3 separate regions of the Hordeum vulgare genome follow, and all the other regions are linked to region 1. A link is a contact called in public Hi-C data. All regions are on one chromosome and are shown on one strand. Each heading gives the region's core, a stretch centred on a gene start, on an enhancer-like site or on the middle of the called end of the contact. The rest is flanking DNA. Distances are from core to core; before and after follow the strand shown.

Region 1 (3,274 bases), core at 511-3,010:
TCACAAAATTAGCATAAAACAATATTAAAAATGAACAGATCATCTAGAAGGAGGCCACAGCAGATGCTTACTTCATGGTATAGGCACCACCAGCCTTGACCTTCCCACAGTCCTTGCATCCCCAAATTCCAACAGCTTTCCTCTTCACAGCAAACTGATTATGATACAAGTAGAAGGCTATGTTTTAGACCACTGAATGGAACTTTCAATATTTCTAATAAAACCTTTAGTTAATAGAAAACCAAATATATGCTACAGAATTACTGGATAATATAGACGATGTACCACTTACTAAATATAACTCCCTTTCATGTACTCAGATTGCTACAGTACAACATAGGCAATTCGTGGTTTAGGCAAGATGTACAATAAGATGGCATTTTTGTATGATGAAAGTACAATTACAATGGACAAAATAAAACCAAACTGGACACTTTTTGCTGCAAATAGAAGAGAAAACAGCTTAAACAACACAAGATACTGCAGGATAACTACATAACAAGGTTAGAGCAATTGACCACTAACACGGCAAAACTATCACTGGGCTAAAAACACATAGAAAGCAGCACAAAATACCACAGCAAGCATCAATAAATATGAAGCTGCACGGAAAGCTCCTCGCTAGTTAGTGTACAGTACTACCCCAACAAACAATAACAATAACAGTTCATTGTATATACTCCATCTGTTCAATTGTACAAGACGTTTTAGACATTCAGACACTGCCTAAATCAGTGCAAAGCAAGCTGTCTGAAATGTCTTGTCAAAACGAACGGAGGGAGTAGTAGATAGCATTCACACAATGCACTGTATGATCAAGTAGGTGACAGAAGACATACCTTCCCGCAGAATTCACAGAAGTACTTGGAGTGCTGAGACACCTCCATCTTCTTGATCTGCTTACGCAGACTGGCACCATACCTGGTTCCTATAACATTGCAAGGGCTAATTTCAGAAAATAGCAGAACCACATGAACAGGGAAAAGAGTCAAATGTTACAAGCGCATACCATACTTCCCGACGATTCCAGCCTTCTTGGTGCGCTTCGTCTGAATAGACATAACAAAACAACAAATTACCAAGCAGCATAATAAAATGATCATAATACAATCAGTGAAGCAATTGCTAATGCATATTGAAGATTTATTAACTAAAGTGGCTGTGGAAAGCTTAAGTTCGACCAAACCAAAATGGTACATTAGATAAACAAAAAGCTCTGATATTACGTCCAGTCTGCACTCAACCACTTGAGCAGATGGCTCTTTTCTACTACCTTGCAAGCCACAAGCCCCCACAACACCATGTCAATGCAGTTGGTGTACACTATGGGACTGGTTGAGAACCTGGGAAGTATCCTAAATACACCAGGATCTAAGCGAATTGTAGAACACACCGATTGGCCCAGAGGAAGTTTGCATACAAAAACGCAAAGCATAACTGCGGGCTAGCACAAGTGGTGCAACGGTAAGCTCGAGAGAGCTCAACGTATGAGTAACACACAATCCAACTGCTGCGCCATGATTTCGCACCTAGAAACCCTACGATCTAGCAGGATGGATCCTAAGAAACGCCGCATCCAAGAGCGAAACGCTTTTCACTACCGCCATAGGTTGCGCATGGAAAGGAAGTACGGGAGGAACGTACCATCTCGGCGGCGAGTAGCAGGAGGCGGCTGCTGCGGCGTAGACGGGGAGATGGCGGCGCGCGTGCGAGGGCTCGGGCAAGGGGCGCTAGAGAGAGCTTATATACCGGAGGCTAGGGTTTCCGTGGAAGTGGGCCTTCAACGGTTGGGCTATTACATGTGGGCTGGATAAAGTGCACATATATGTGGGCTTATCACTCCTACACATAGTGTGTATTGCCTTAAAAAATAAACCTCCACATAGTAGCACACACTACGCGTGTGACGACGGATCATCCTTTGATCGGGGTCATCGAACGGTCCGACCCCTTCCTAGCCATCACAACAGATCTCTTGTTGTACAAACATTTGCAACAGAGGTTTTATTACAAAAAATTTTGAACTTTTTAAAAACATGAGTTTCGTTGCGGAAAGATTTTGCAACACAAATGATGTTGTAAAAAAAGTATTTTAACTTTTTGTTAGCATGGCTGTCATTGCGAAAAGACTTCTACAACACATATGGCGTTGTAGATATTTTTGTCTTAATTTTTTTGCAACATGTGTGTTGTTGCAGAAGGACTTCTACAACACAGATAATGTTACAGAAAAACTGTAAGTGACACAAGCACACACGTTAGTTGTGGACGTCCTTGCTAATTGTGCGTCGGCTCATCAATCTCGCATGTGATGGTTGCGCATGCGACGAAAGTGAACGTGCGATCGGTTGGCTCACTTTAGTCTTTTCCCGTTTATGAAGCTGCCTAGAGATCGTACGGGCGTCCAAACGAGCAGTTGTGGTCGTATGCAAGGCCGTCATCAATTCTGGATTCTGGGAGCTCTTTTGTATTTTGGTCGCCATATCTTCATATGAACTCCAATTTTAACGTTTTGGGGCTCGTTGGATTGCTAGAGAAAAGCCTGGTGCGTTTGTGTCCTTCGATATTCAATTTGGACACTTTATTGAATGTCAAATCATCAAATAGCCCAGAGGGCCTTTCATCTCGTGGCTTGAACTTGTCCGTTTTGACTCCCAACTTGATTCTTTTGATGTGCCAAGTTATAAGTGCATCTATTGCCAGAGCGCACAATTGACTTCCAAGACATTGAGCTCCACCCAAACCTTTCCTATCATGAGCATCGAGTTGCCATTCTCGAAGAGACCGAGCGCAAGACTCGCAACAAGTCTATCAAATTCCTCGAAGTGAAATGGTGACACCATTTTGATAAAGAAGCCACTTGGAAATGTGAGGACCTTCTCCGTTTCGAATATCCTGAGTTCTTTGAATCCTAGATCTCGGGTCGAGATCCTCTTATAATGTGGGAGAGTTGTAACACCCCAAGTGCATTTCCTTGCCACCTTTGTAATATATTCCATGTATGACCTCCATGTTTGTCCTCATGTGTGTTGGATTAATAAAATTGCTTCATGACATTCAGCATGACATCATGGCATCATCACTATAATTATTTGTTGCATCATAAGCTTGTGTGCTTGTTGTGGTGTGGGTGCATGTGTGGAGAGGTGTGTTTGCAAGTGAGTTTGTGGTGTGGATCATCTCCCAAACCCTTTTACCAAAACCATGCCTAAAAACCCCTTTTAATTCCAATACCATGAGATGTGGTGATTTTACTTACCCTAATCAATTTAAT
Region 2 (3,274 bases), core at 291-2,790, 330 kb before region 1:
CAGCAAGATATGCAACCATATATCCAAACCAATAATTCCCATTGCTCCCATATAGAAAACCTTGGTCAGAAATAACTCTTCAAGTTACTAGATGGAAGAGTCCAATGGGCTGAGATCAGTTTACATTTAGTACCATCACTGGGAGGTTGTGGACAATTGATGTGCAGTGCTATGCACGTTGGTCATAACAAGAATAATGTCTTGCCTGCCTGCAATATGTGGGATTAGTTGCCACCATGCCATCTTACTGAATGAACTATACCATAACTCATGAGTATGGGGATTAGTTGAAACTAACTTTGTTGGCTTTAAGCAGATATTACTTGCACAGATGTGTGCAACCTGACCTCAACTCACTCACTGTTTAAATATCATGTGTTGCAGGGCTCGAAGGACGAAACAAAGCTGCGGAACAGAAAGAACATTTTGATCCTAGCCCTCACTAGACATGATGACTCTCTCTTGCTGTTCTGTGATTTTTGAAAACACTGAAGCCTGTGTTAGTCTACCATAAATGTAAAAAGGAATCCAGACTGTGAAGTTGGATAACTGAATATCGAATACTATATCTATACCTGGGCATCTCCGGCCTGGCCCGGCCTCAAAATCCAGGGCCTAGGCCCTATGGGCTTGCCTGTGGGCCGGGCTTGGGCTTGAGTTTTGAGCCCACCGGCAGGGCCGGGCCAGGCTTGGACTTGACATATTGGGATTTTAAGGAAGAGGCTCAGCCCACGGCCCCAAGCCCGACGGGCTTTTCAACAGATGGGCCGGGATAGGGCTTCAAAGTAGGCCCGATGGCAGGGCCTGGGCCAGACCTGGGCTTCAGTTTTTTGTCGTGGGCTTTTTAGGGCCCGGCCCATGGCCAGATATAACTATATCTTAGCAGATTTGACATATGAGAACTTTGTTTGTGCGGCGCGTGTTGGTATCTTTTTCTTTGTTATGGCATTTTGGTGATGTCTACAGTATCACGTTTGCCAGTATTGCGTTTGGAAATTCCACATTTTGGTAACATCCAGCATGCAATTGGTATTGGTATGGTATATAGGAGAATGGTATTTCCCACCGACCTGTTGATTTTTCGACTCGTCATCCGGCTTTCAGGCTATCCATTCCGGATCGGCTGGCCAAATGCCACTCGTACCGGCAGGCCACCGATGATTGGAAGCGGATAATCACAATAATTGGCAAGTTGCAGGTTCGCCGGTACTGCGCCACTTGGAACGGCTGCCATGCATTATGAATTTATCATCATCCGCTCGAGAGAGGTCGCAAACGCGTCGACATGCACGTATGAGCATGGACTTTTGCGAGGCGTTTGCGGCACCGTATCGCGCCCATGTGCCCACACACATGCATGAAACAACCCTACGGCTACAGCTAATGCGCATACGGCCAGGTCAACTGCTGCGGTTAGCTGGAGACAAATAACAAAACCCCACAATTCTCTCTTTCTACAATGATGATGGTGGTAAGAGAGCCCCCCACTGATTCGGCCTTGTTCCGCGGGGAATGTTCGACCGCGTACCAACCTCCATAAACAACAGTGTACGCAATTGTAATGTAATGTAATGTGAGGAAAAGTCTGTACGTACGCAATCGACCAGCCTACCAGATAGATATTGTACTTGCGTATGATTGTGTCCACACATTGTACGTACGTACGTATCTCCACCAAGGGGGGGATGAGGAGCTGCTGCTAGTGCTGGTACTCCGTATTGCCTATTGGTGTAGTCCAGCTGGTGAGTGGCGATCTCGCATCTTGTTTCCTTGTGACTTGTGAAAGTTCTAAGTGGCCGTGCCTTTCCCTTTTTCTTGTTGCTACTACCAGTGCGTCGTTACTGATCTCCATGTAGCACCTTACATCGGTCATCATTTGAACTTCCATAGCTCCGTATACCTTTTCGAGCGTGAACTCAACTTCCCCATTTGGTATTGCGGAAACTTATGGTGACCGATGCCACGTTTGCCTGTCAGCATTTGGGAATCGGCACGCTGTCGTAAAGGCCTGTGATGAGCAGCCCGGTGCATGTTTCTGAGCCTGAATTCGCAGTGCGTAGCCGAGTTTTACGTCGCTTGAAGGGAAGGCTGGCTCCATTGCTGTGCCTGATACAACAACCCACTTAGATTTAGGGCTTGCAATGCAAGCATTCCTGCTGCTCCTGTATTGCCTGACAGTAAGACACACACACACACACACACAAACAGTACAATTCTCATTATCACCTGGGATAGGATAGAAGGATTGGTTTTTATATTAGTAATTTTTTTACTCACGCCTCGCTGTGCATGATAAGACTAGTGATCACTCACCATGCATGCAGTGAGATCCGGAATACGCGTGTGACATACTGACCACGAACGCAGACATCCTCCTGTAACGCCTACGACTCTTCTCTCGACCTACAGATCGACTAGAAAAATCCAGGCCATAGAATCCCTTCTGATTGCCAACTGAACGTAAACACGGCCCAGTCGTCGTTCCAAAGACCTTCACTTAGCCCTGTGGATCAGCTTGCAGCCAGAGCAGTTTTCCTTCCTGCGCTTGTAAATACGGGACACATGTGACGGTGCTCCTACCCTGCGAATGCGATACCGTGGTCAAATGGATGATGAGCTGGAGGGGCCAGGCATCAATGGAGTACCACCATGTGCCGTGACAGAATATGTTGCCGCCTGCCTGGGCTGGGCATGTGGCCTTGCTTCTTTCCCCGCCCATCCATCGGCATTCAGCAGTAGTCGCGGACAAATTTGAAGCTTGTGGCTCCGCTTTTGGGAACTTGTTGCCAATCAATACCGGGTCGTGCCTGATCGGGCATGAGCCCAGCGCGCGCGGCGTCGCGTGGGAGTGGGATTCGGGCTGGACGCCCGCTCCGTCGCGCATGATCACCCGGTTACACGGAGCACCAATCTTTTTTTTTCTTTTGACATTTACATGGAAACCATTACCGGAGGTGCACAGCCGCCTCGCTGGCCATCAACTTAGGAGCATCTCTAGTAAAACCCTCAAACCCTTAAATTCAAAATCAGTTATAAGGGTTGAGAATTGACCATTTTTGACACTTTTAAGGGTTGAAAAACAGAGGCAAAGACTAGAACCCTCAAACCCAACCCTTATAACGGAAATTATAAGGGTTGGGTTTGAGGGTTCTAGTCTTTGCCTCAACCCCAACCCTTCAAACTGTCATTTGGCATATCACAATTTTCACTAGAATCACACAATAAAACTTCAAACAAACATGGAAATAAAGATCATTGCTGCATGGTTTAATAT
Region 3 (3,274 bases), core at 292-2,791, 270 kb after region 1:
GGACGTGTGAAGGTGTGTTACCAGTGGATTTCGCGAGATTTGGTCGGTGGTTGTCTTTGGTGGATGTGTTTGGATCCGGTCCTTGTTCGTCTTTGTTCACGTGTCTTTAGATTGAATCTTTCGATCAAAGCTTTCTCATCGGCGGCGATTGTTGTTCCGGTGCGTTGGTCTTATAAGGCCTTAGCACGACGACTTATCGACCGTATACTACAATAAGTTACGCGTGGCTCCGGCGAGGGAGGGGCGATGACGGCGACACGTCTTCGACTCGCTTCCGTGATCGTAGTCATCGTTAAATGATATACAAATCTGAATGTAATTTTTATTATTATTTCTGATGTTTATTATAATATTATGACTGAAGATAAATACTCCCTCCTTTCCTAAATATAAGATCTTTTAGAGATTCCACTATATACTACATACAGATGTATGTAGTCATATTTTAGAAAATAAGTTAACTCATTTTACTCCGTATGTAGTCTATAATCAAATCTTTAAAATGTCTTATATTTCGGAACGGAGGGAGTAGATCGAAATTTTTCGAAAATATAGTTGCCGTCGGTCTGGTTGATAACCCGGGCGACTATTGACGCGGGCACGGGCGCCACCAGACCGCACCTGCACCGACGCCACTCCGCAACTGATCCTCCAAGATAACGCGTGCGGTCCTGTCCTGATGCCAAAGGCCAACTATTCTGGTCGCCTCCTGCCTGCCGCACCGGCGATCAGCACCCCGCGCAAATTGAACCGCCCGCCCGCGCTTGACACCGAATTCCCCTGGGTGTCGTTGGGCTCCCGGCTTGTTTCGCTTCATTTCTCCCTTCGCGGCCAGGTCAGGTGCGGTCAGGTCGCACCCACATCAGGAAACGATTGATTTTCGAGCGATCGTGATCTGGACCACCAGAAATTCTTCACCTCTTCTTTTAGACCCAACCCAAATATGGGTCGCCCTTCACAAATATTCCTCACCTTGGAAAAACGCAGCATGTATCCTCTGCCCCCCCCTCCCCCCGACCGGCACTCTTAACTGCCGTCAAGCTATCGCGACACATCTAGTAGACCGCGAGCACACAGTTCAATGTTCATGTTGGTTGGACGCTTATTCTCCACGATCCAAACCGGTGTAGCTCCTCGCCGATTGCTATCAACCAAAAAAATAAAAAACCGCACGCCACCTTGACTTGCTAAGATCAAGAAAATCACAGAGTTTACGCCATCAGAATTAGTTGACGACACGTTTTTACGGCCGTACGGACGGCACCTTCACGTTGACAGCGGCATCCACCAACATTTCGCCTCCCTTTTTCTTCACATCACAAAACTGCCGCTCGTACCACAAATACACTGATCACGCACCAAGAAATGAAATTGCACCGATGTGGAACGCGATGGTTAGCTTTCGAGCTCATCTCACAAGAGAAAAAGGCGAAACGCATAGTGCTGAAAGGCTACAAATATTCGGCCGCAACAGGCGGAGCGGCTGCCTTGCTTTGCTTTTGCTCCAGCCCCCGCCCCCGCCCCCGCTAGATTTCAGGAGCCCGCTTCGGCCGCGTCGCTTCGCTTCGCTTCGCTGCTCCGCCCCCACACCGCGCCACCCCCGCTCCCCAGCCGTCCGATCGCGCACACGTGGCCGCGCCCCCCGCCCTACACCACACGCCACGCCGCCGACGCCGACGCGGCTCCTTTTTCTCCTCCGGCACAGGCGGCCGGAGCAGCCTAGGGTTCCGGCGAGTCCCTCCCGGCCCAACCCACGGTCGAGCTGGAGGACACGCGTAGCCCCGGCTTCTTCTGCGGCGACCTCTGGTGCGGCCTCATGGAGCCCAAGCCAAAGCCCGCGCTCACCCACAAGCGTATCCTTTGCTCCTTGTCCATCCGCCGGGAGCTGGATCTGACACATGATATCGGGCTTGTCTTTCTTCTTGGATTCGATCAATGGGATTTCTCCGTGTTTTCAAATTTGTTTTGATTTGCTAACTTTCCCAGTGCTGCTGAGTTGAGCGGTTCCATTGCCATCCAACTCCATTTTTTTTCTCTCTCTCTCTCTCTTTTATCCGTCAGAGATGCCACTACTGTATTTGATCAAAATTCTCGATTTTTTTTGGGTATTTTCTTCAGTTTGGTACCAGTGTTTCTGCCTCTTCTTTTTTTCATGGACGACAGGCGTGTGTACTCAGCCTGATTTCTCATCTTTCTTTACACTTGTTTAATTTAAAGGGTTGGAAAAGCTTTTCCTCTGATCTGGCTTTAAGGGACTTTTTGATCTCTGATCAGATCGCGGTCTGAAAATACATAAATAAATCGTCGATTATGTTGCTGAATTGTCGTTGGGCGCGTAGCATTTTTCATGAAAACTTCGAAACAGTTCAATCTGCTGTCGACATAATTCAGTTTTGCCGTCCTACCATTACCATGCCAGGGCAGGTCTCTGTTGTTTTATATTCACAATTAGATTTGTTAGGTATCCCTCACATGTCGGATTTTCAGAGATGGTGAGAGCTGAGCCAACTCCCATTTATTAGCAGCTGCGCCAATAATATGGTTTGTATACTTAGGAATACGGTTGCTGTATGCCCTTATTGATCTGCTGCTGCTGCATGGTGTTTGCGAACCACGAAGTTGCTCATGTAACGGTCTCTTGCACTTAATCAGAAAGATGATCGCTGTAGATCTTCTGATCTCTAACGGGCTCATTCAAGGCAATTATTGTGCATTATTGGACCAAGAACATTTCAATCCATCAATCTGGGCTTGTTGGCTTATTTTGTTCTCACTCATGGGCAATGACCTTTCAAGTATATATTCTGTTTGCAAGCCTTGACTTTTGCATCTTCCAGCTATAGAAGAGGCAGTAGAGAACTTGAAGATTGATGCTAGCACGAAGGCAAGCAACGGCAACTTGGTAAGATTCTCATTCCTCTATACATATATACTAGTATACCGCTTGCTTATCTCAGCGTACAAGGAATTGTTCCTTGTTTGGTTGGTTGGGCTACACCTATCGTGCCCTTGCTGATTCCTTTCGTGCCCAAACTCTGCAGCGTGCTGCAAAAGACGCAAGTTCTTCGGATGCAATATCATGCATTTCCTCAGCAGATGCAGCTAGTACTGCTGCCAAGGACACTGAATTGAACCAAGGAACTTATATGGGGGACCAAGGGATGTATTACTACGGGTACTATTATCCAGGTGGGTAGAACTGATCAGTACTATCACCTGAAGTCCTGAAAACAGAGGTGCTGTTCTTTGAGTTTGATGGTTTGATCGTTATTCT

Evidence for each region. A called contact is a pair of places that touch in the nucleus more often than the background predicts.
Region 2: a contact with region 1 is called in a Hi-C map of seedling, with 3 times the contacts expected there. The contact joins the enhancer-like site here to the promoter of LOC123444109 in region 1. A contact is called at or near these places in 3 of 6 Hi-C or Micro-C datasets (leaf and seedling) and 1 of 1 datasets of contacts at active chromatin or transcription factors (embryo).
Region 3: a contact with region 1 is called in a Hi-C map of seedling, with 2.9 times the contacts expected there. The contact joins the promoter of LOC123444110 here to the promoter of LOC123444109 in region 1. A contact is called at or near these places in 3 of 6 Hi-C or Micro-C datasets (leaf and seedling) and 1 of 1 datasets of contacts at active chromatin or transcription factors (embryo).

What each region holds. Positions count from the first base shown.
Region 1 is chr3H:431,062,985-431,066,258 of MorexV3_pseudomolecules_assembly, forward strand. LOC123444109 (60S ribosomal protein L37a-1) reads right to left here and starts at 1,761. Exons shown (of 5, transcript XM_045120725.1): 1 at 1,645-1,761; 2 at 1,010-1,049; 3 at 840-928; 4 at 72-154. The coding sequence starts at 1,647.
Region 2 is chr3H:430,728,586-430,731,859 of MorexV3_pseudomolecules_assembly, forward strand. It overlaps LOC123444106, which reads left to right. Exons shown (of 14, transcript XM_045120721.1): 14 at 385-948. The coding sequence ends at 483. Among protein-coding and RNA genes, the nearest start is that of LOC123444106, 13 kb to the left of the region's middle. Within about 2 kb of position 1,541, at least 3 of the 3 cell types and tissues checked have open chromatin away from gene starts, as enhancers often do. A contact at or near this core is called in leaf and seedling, where this site is marked.
Region 3 is chr3H:431,337,516-431,340,789 of MorexV3_pseudomolecules_assembly, forward strand. It overlaps LOC123444110 (YTH domain-containing protein ECT3), which reads left to right and starts at 1,542. Exons shown (of 9, transcript XM_045120726.1): 1 at 1,542-1,853; 2 at 2,838-2,902; 3 at 3,042-3,189. The coding sequence starts at 1,817.